Linked DNA regions of Macaca mulatta: region 1 is linked to region 2. Evidence: chromatin contacts called from public Hi-C data. All regions are on one chromosome and are shown on one strand. The core of a region is the stretch at or near the end of the contact, and the rest is flanking DNA. Distances in the headings are between cores, read along the strand shown.

Region 1 (4,102 bases), core at 446-2,945, 150 kb after region 2:
CTGGAACACATGGTCACCAATTGCAGGAAATTTGGTTTTCCATTTGCCTGGAGACTCGCCCCTGAGCAACAGGAAGTTGATTGAAAATATTTTCTGGCCACCAAAGAGAGATGGAGATACAGGGAGCAAGTGGGATTAGAGCAGGATTGGAATAGTCAGGGGGAGAGGGGGTCAGGGGAGTGAGGGTGCTGCCAGGCAAATAGTATAGTAACAGTAATAATAACACCAACTCTTTTTTTTTTTTCTTCCTGAGACGGAGTTTTGCTCTTGTTGCCCAGGCTGGAGTGCAATGGCATGATATTGGCTCACCACAACCTCCAGCTCCCAGGTTCAAGCAATTCTCCTGCCTCAGCCTCCTGAGTAGCTGGGATTACAGGCATGTGCCACCATATCTGGCTAATTTTGTATTTTTGGTAGAGATGGGGTTTCTCCATGTTGGTCAGGCTGGTCTCGAACTCCTGACCTCAGATGATCCACCCACCTCAGCCTCCCAAAGTGCTGGGATTACAGGCATGAACTACCGCACCCAGCCTAACATCAACTCTTTTAATTGTCGTGACAATTCCATGAGATGGGCAGTTATCCCGTTTCACAGACAGGGGATGCAGAGGGCACAGAAAGGTACACTGGCTTGCCTAGGATCCTTGGGGCCACGGGGAAGTAGCTGGGCCTGAACGTGAACCTAAGGCTGGTGGATCCCGCCAATGCCCACCAAGTCACCACCCCCAGACTCCACACCAGATATCTCTACCCGTTTCCCAGATATGAAGACTGAGGTCTGAGGGTCCTCAGTCATCTGACCGCCCTCGATCAGGACCAGCGACTCCCGACTCCCGAGTAAGGGGAAGAGAAAGGAGATGAGGGGGTGTGGTGGGGGAGATGGATGTCTGTGGCTGAAACCCTTCTCTCGCTATGGGACCCCTGGGGAGTGGGGAAGGGGTGACAGGATAAGACACAGATGGAGAGACTGGAGCCTACAAGAGGGGACAGGTAGGGAGTTCAGGGAAGGGGCGCGGGTCTCCCCAACCCACCACCCAAGACCGGCCTGCACATCTTGGAGGTGGCGGGGGCGCGGGGGGTCTTTCCGCCCTAAACTCGGGGGGTTGGGGGGCGGCGAGAAGGACCCCGCCCGGTGCAGGGAGGGGGCGGGGCCTGTGGATCCCCGGCTAATGGCAAACAGCTGCCGCTCCCCACGCCGGCCCAGCCGCCAAGCCCAGGCCCAGCCCGGCCGGACGCCCGGCCGCCTTCCCGCCGCCTGGGGCATGGCCGCGGAGGAGGGTGAGGGGGGACAGTGCGGGGAGGGGGCAGAAAGGGGGACACAGACAGGGGAGAGGGGGCAGAGGGGAGCCAGGACAGGGGAGACGGGCAGGGCACGAGGAATCGATGGGGGTACTGGGAGGAATCGATGAGGGTATGGGGTCATAGACGGGGAGGGAGCAGGGACGCGGGGGCAGAGACAGTACAAGTCTGGAAAGTTTGGGCATAGAAGGTGGAGTTGGAGGCAGCGGCTCGTTGAGACCAGCGAAGTCGTGTCCCGGGGTTGGAGGCGGGGGGTAGGGTAGTAGGTGGGGGGGCGGTGCACACTCGATCCCCGAACCGGACTTGAACCCCTACCCAGCCCCGGGTCCCACTCGCCTTGCGCGCTCCGGCCGCTGCCTTCCCTGCGTCCCGCCGCCCGAGCGTCCTCGCGCGCGCCGCCGCCTGGGCGCCCGGCCCTCGGAGGTGGCTCCGCCCGCACTACGCCCCCTCCTGCTGGCCCCGCCCCTCCAGTCGGCCCCGCCCCCTCCCGCCGCCAGGGCGCCCAGGCCGCGGTGGGGGGGTGGGGATGCAGAGACGCTAGTTGGAGACTGGATCTCACCTGGAGAGCAGGTGTGTGTGTGCGCGCCGGGCTGTCCGGCCTCGTCCTTCCTCCCTCCTTAAGTCCCCAAAGCAGGGTCCCCCCCCGCCGGCCTCCCCCCACCGCCGGCTGTCCCTGGGCCGCTGCGGGGGGCGGAACGGCTCGGCGGCAGGAGGGGGTGGAGCTGGCCGGGGCCCAGCTAGGGGAGGGCGCGCGGGGGGGCGCGGCGGCGGGAGGTCACCCCTCCCCCAGGCGGCCCAGGGCTGGACGCGGCCCAGCGCAAGCCTGGCACACGGTGGCGTGACCGCCGCGCGAGAGGGGAGGCTGCACAGGCCTGGGCGCCGGAGCCAGCCAGACCTGGACTCCCATCCCAGACCCACCAAACTTGCTGCTCTGTGCCTCAGTTTGCCCATCTGTAAAATGGAGATGATCATGTTAGCTACCTGATAGGAGTGTTGAGAAGATTCACTAACCATTGGGAAGGGGCCTAACCATTAGGAAGGAGGTCCCTCGGGTTAAAAAGTCTCATAAATGGAGTGTCCTACTTTTGCAGAGATCTTTCTAGGAGCCCTTTAGTACACAGCCAGCCACTCAGCAAGGGCTTAATAAATATTATTAGGCCGGTGAGGTGGCTCACACCTGTAATCTCAGCACTTAGGGAGGCCGAGGCAGGAGGACTGCTTGAGCTCAGGAGTTCCAGACCAGCCTGGGCAACATAGCAAGACCCTGTCTCTACAAGAAAAATTTTTAAGTGAAAAAAAATTAGGCCACGCGCAGTGGCTCAGGCCTGTAACTGCAGCACTTTGGGAGGGCAAGGTGTGCGGATTATTTGAGCCAAGGAGTTGGAGACCAGCTTTGGCAATGTGACAAGGCCCCATGTCTGCAAAAAACAAAATAAAAAGAAACCACCTGGGGCCGAGAAATGGCTCACACCTGTAATCCCAGCACTTAGGGAGGCTGAGGCGGGTGGATCACCTGAGGTCAGGAGTTCAAGACCAGCCTGGCCAACATGGTGAAACCCCGTCTCTATTAAAAATACAAAAACTATCCGAGCATGGTGGTGCACATATATAATCCCAGCTACTCGGGAGGCTGAGGTAGGAGAATAACTTGAATCTGGGAGGTGGAGGTTGCTGTGAACCGAGATTGCGCCACTGCACTGCAGCCTGGGTGACAGAGCGAAACTCCATATGAAAAAGAAAAAGAAAAGCCAGGCATAGTGGCATGTGCCTATGATCCCTGCTACTCAGGAGGCTTGAGCCCCGGAGTTTGAGGCTGCAGTGAGCTATGATTGTGACACTGCATTCCAGCCTGGGGGACTGAGAGAGAGCCTGTCTGTTAAAAACAAAGAAACAAGAACCAGGTATTATTATTCCCGGTAGGCATGTGACATTATTTGTGTGTTGCCTTCCCCGCTAGAACGTCAGCTCCACAAGGGCAGGAATTTGTGTCTGTTGTCACCATGATGTCCCTGGCACCCAGTATGTTCTTGGTGTCTCCAGTGATGATGCAGGGATGTGTGGATGTGGGGCAGTGGACTGTGAGCATGTCATGAGCATGTGACCCAGCCCCTAGTGACTGCACCACATGGCACAGGTTGCTTATAAAAACCATTTTAAATTAAAAAAGGGAGGAAGCATCAGTGCATACAGATGGGGACACAGGGGCAAAGGGCCCAGCACCGAGTACAATGTGGTCACCCCATAGCCCAGTGGGCACCAGGGGAGACTCCCCTCGCAGCACAGATAGCTGAGGGCCGGGTGCTGGTTCTTCTAGGTGCAGCTTTGGTCCTTGTGGGCTCAGAGGTCTGCCTTTCGAAAACTTGCTCTGTTCAAGGAGTTCCTGGGAAAAGAATGAGGGTGGGTCAGCATGGCCGTGGGGCCCCCAACTCCATAGACCTCCCAGCCCACATCCTCATCCTCTTCCTCTTCATCTTCCTTCGAGGATCCTTCTGGGGTCTCTCCTGTCCCTGATCCTGCTGTGGGATTCTCAGATTCTCTCTTGTAGTCCACCACGGAAGGTATGAATCATCCTCATTTTACAGATGTAGAAACTGAGGCTCAGAAAGATGAATTCATGTATCTGGGAAATGACGGCTCAGAGCCTGCCCTGCCTTTGTACATCTGGATGACTTATTCAGATGCTTATGCAAAGTTGAAGCAGCTCATGCTATAATCCCAGCACTTTAGGAGGGCAAAGCGGGTGGATCACCTGAGGTCAGGAGTTCGAGACCAGCCTGGTCAACATGGTGAAACCCTGTCTCTA
Region 2 (3,869 bases), core at 1,039-3,538:
CAACATAGGGAGACCCCGCGTATGCAAAAAGTACAAAAATTAGCCAGGTGTGGTAGTGCATGCCTGTTGTCTCAGCTCTTCAGGAAGCTGAGGCAGGAGGACCACAAGAGGCCAAGGCCACAGTGAGGTATAATCACCCCCCTGCACTCCAGCGTGGGTGACAGAGTGAGACTCTGTTGCAAAAAAAAAAAAAAAAAAAGCGAAAGAAAAGCTGCCTCCATTTAGCAATAATTTCCAACATGATGTTTGGATACAAAATTGGCGTACTTAATGGATATTTCTGATATTCTTAACGAAATTTGAAGCTATGAGGGAAAACAACCTCAGGGTCCACCCTGTTGCACGGTTTGGGGAAAGTCCGCAAGATCACCCTCACGTGCCGTCATTCTCAGCCTGTTACGCCTGCAGTTATGATTTATTACAGTGCAAGGCTACAGATTAAAATCAACCAAGGCAAGAGGTATATGGGGCCTCTTGGGGGCCAAGGTGGGCGGATCACTTGAGGTGATCTGGACGGTTCCAGACACAGGACTTTCCTTTGTCTCCTCCCTGTGGAGTTGCAGACGGCACTCATGTTCCTGGTGACGCTGACAACATTGCCAACCAGAGAAGCCTCTGTGTCCAGAGTTTGTTTTGTTTTGTTTTGTTTTCACTCTGTCACTCAGGCTGGAGTGCAATGGTGCAATCTCGGCCTGCTGCAATCTCTGCCTTCTGGATTGAAGTGATTCTCCTGTCTCAGCCTCCTGAGCAGCTGGGATTACAGGCTTACGCCACCACACCTGGCTAATTTTTGTATTTTTAGTAGAGATGGGGTTTCACCATGTTGGCCAGGCTGGTCTCGAACTCCTGACCTTAAGTGCTCCGCCTGCCTTAGCCCCCCGAAGTGTTGGGATTACAGGCGTGAGCCACCGCACCCACCCTGTGTCAAGCATTTTTACTGGGACTTGGTCATAAAGACACAGCTGGCTACCCATATGACTGACCTCCATCTCAAGCCCCTCTGCAGGTCGAGCAGAAACTACATAGCCCAAAGCCCCAACCTAGGACTGGTTCCAGACCCCATGTAAACCGAGACGCCCATTAGGTGTGACATTCTAAGTGCCCAGCGATCACCTCCCAGTAGTGCTGGGCAAAAGACCTCATTTGGGGTGAAGTTACGTTCTTTTTTATTATTATTATTTGCCCATCATTGGCTAGAAGTTACATTCTGTATGACACATCTGTCAGACCCATGGAAGGTTCCACGCTACCAACTGCGTGGCAGGTGGTGCTCATGTCACTCGGCCCTTCCTTGGCGCCACACAGCTGCACCAGGCTGAGAAGAGCTTGAATGGAATAAAGTCAGACACAGCTAACAGCTTACTTTTTTGTCTCCAACTTTCAATTGCTCCTTTCTAAGAAAAGAAAAGACAAATTATTTTTAATTGGATTTGTGTGTGTGTGTGTGAGGCAGAGTCTCACTCTGTCACCCAGGCTGGAGTGCCATGGCGTGATCTTGGCTCCCTGCAACCTCCACCTTCTAGGTTCAAGCGATTCTCCTGCCTCAGCCACCCAAGTAGCTGGGATTACAGGTGTGCACCACCATCACGCCTGGCCAGAATTTTTGTTTTTTAGTTTGCTTTCCAGAAACCCCTAATTAGTTGAACTCTGTAATTGAGTTAAATGTGAAGCCTGAAAAGAGATTGGCGTCTGTGTAGACCTGAGTTCTGACAATTCACAGAGTGAACACAGGAGGTTATCCTCTGGATTCGGTGTCAGGATCCTGCCTCGCCGAGCTGGAGACTGTGCCCGTGACTGCAGGTGGGAGTCACGTGGTCCCTCTAGGTGGTGACATCTGAGGACAGAAGTGGTTCAGCTGGGCACCCGCTGCTGTGTTGGGGCCAGACCCTTTAGGAGAGGCAGGGACGCCCTTCCTGTCAGGTGGAATCTTTTCGAATATTGTTTTTGATCATTGGAGATACCCGCAGCCCCCTAGTTTGTATTTTATACCGGCAGAATTGTGTTTGACGTGACCTCCGTGATGACCTCCTCATACGTGTCCAGTTGTCTTGCCTGGAAAGCTTTTACTCTGTTCCTCTGCAGTCAGATTCACAGCCACAAGACCCCTCCTCCCCAGGCCCCGGAGTGTGGCACTGCCGGCCTTCACAGCCACTGTCCTTTACGTTGTGGACACAGTGCACTGACAGGCCCCTCCTGCTCAGCGGCCACCGTGGGAACAGGCTGGAGTGTTCTGTGGTACCATGTGGGCAGTTCTGGCCTCTGCTGTCCAGGGACTTGTGGTGGCTCCAGTGGGAAGGGCCACATAAGCAGAACAGGAAGCGTGAGCAGTGTCCACTGGGAGGTGAGGGACAGGTGTCCCAGGCAGAGAGGACACAGTGCATGCAGAGGCTGGAGGGAGGCTAGGGGCTTGAGCGGGGCTGTGCCAGCACCAGGGGCCTCACAGGGGCCCTGGGCCACACACCTGCCCTCAGCCAAGGGCATTTCTCCTTGGTGGTTTGAAATCTCAAACCACATTGAGGAACCTGCCAGAAATCGAAACCAGAATGAAGAAATTAAGTTGCATGTAGGAGATTTTACTTCAAAATCAGAACATGCAGAAATGTTCGCTGTGACTCTGGGTCAGGTTCAGACTTGTGGGGCTGTGCACTGCCAGTTGATACCTTCTTCCCTGGGTTCTTTTTTTTTTTTTTTTTTTTTTTTTTTTGAGACGGAGTCTTGCTCTGTAGCCCAGGCTGGAGTGCAGTGGCACAATCTTGGCTCACTGCAATCTCCGCCTCCCTCCCTGGGTTCTTTATAGCAGTCGGCAGCTGGTGGCTGAGGCATTTGGGGCACTGTGTCCAAATGTCAAGGCCGCATGTTTGTCAGGGGGCATCCCCTTGGTGTGCTTGGTAAGGGCTCAGAGAAGGGCATCTGCTGGCCCACATGGGTTCAGCAGGCAGGCTGCTGAAGACCACCCCGCCAGCCACCAGCCTGCCTGCGACAGTGAGAGGGCAGAGATGCTGCTACAATAAAGACCATGCAGGCCAGGCGCAGTGGCTCACGTCTGTAATCCCAGCACTTTGGGAGGCCGAGCCGGGCCGATACTTGATGTCAGAAGTTTGAGAACAGCTTGGCCAATGTGGCAAAACCCCGTCTCTATTAAAATACAAAAATTAGCCAGGCATGGTGGCACATGCCTTTAATCCCAGCTACTCGGGAGGCTGAGGCAGGAGAATCGCTTGAACCCGGGAGGTGGAGGTTGCGGTGAGCTGAGATCACGCCACTGCACTCCAGCCTGGGTGACAGTGAGACTACGTCTCAAAAAAAAAAAAAAAATACATGGTAGACAATGGTGTTGAACTTGATACCTGTGCTGAGGTCAGGAGACACATGCGCACAGCCTCAGGGCTAGAGAGGCGCTCAGAAAGACGGAGTCGGGTCCAGGCTGCCGCAGCTAAGCCTCACAAAGCTCTGGCCCCACAGGGTGGGTCCTCTGGGTTCCATTCCCACTCCGCACTACCTGGAGGCAGCAGCCCTGTGGTTACTGTAGGAGGGACTTGAGTATGGTGAAGATCTGAGCTCCACATCTGTCTCTGTGCCTCAGTCTCCACATCTGCAGCACAGGGGCCTGACTGAAATAACGTGGCCAGGCACACAGCCCAGAGGCCAGCACCGTGTGCACTGTGAGAGGGGATGATGGTCCCCAGCCCAGGGCCTGAGCTGCTGCCTTGCCAATTCGTGGTGACAGCTTTGGCCTGAGTCTAGCAGGGGCTGGCTGCTACTGCACTCAGCCAGAGAGGCCGAGGTGAGCAGATCATGAGGTCGGGAGTTTGAGACCAGCCTGGCCAACATGGTAAAACCCCGTCTCTACTAAAAATACAAAAATTAGC

What was found. A called contact is a pair of places that touch in the nucleus more often than the background predicts.
Region 1: a contact with region 2 is called in a Hi-C map of CD4 T cells, with 3 times the contacts expected there. The contact joins the promoter of KANK2 here to the enhancer-like site in region 2. A contact is called at or near these places in 4 of 14 Hi-C or Micro-C datasets (CD4 T cells, blood, cortical neurons and 1 more).

Annotation. Positions count from the first base shown.
Region 1 is chr19:11,934,017-11,938,118 of T2T-MMU8v2.0, forward strand. It overlaps KANK2 (KN motif and ankyrin repeat domains 2), which reads right to left and starts at 1,696. Exons shown (of 12, transcript XM_077977377.1): 1 at 1,636-1,696. DOCK6 (dedicator of cytokinesis 6) reads right to left here. Exons shown (of 48, transcript XM_028838710.2): 48 at 3,435-3,679. The coding sequence ends at 3,637.
Region 2 is chr19:11,786,848-11,790,716 of T2T-MMU8v2.0, forward strand. All of the region lies in intron 29 of SMARCA4 (SWI/SNF related, matrix associated, actin dependent regulator of chromatin, subfamily a, member 4), which reads left to right. Among named protein-coding and RNA genes, the nearest start is that of LDLR, 36 kb to the right of the region's middle. Within about 2 kb of position 2,289, at least 12 of the 40 cell types and tissues checked have an H3K27ac peak or open chromatin away from gene starts, as enhancers often do. A contact at or near this core is called in CD4 T cells and blood, where this site is marked.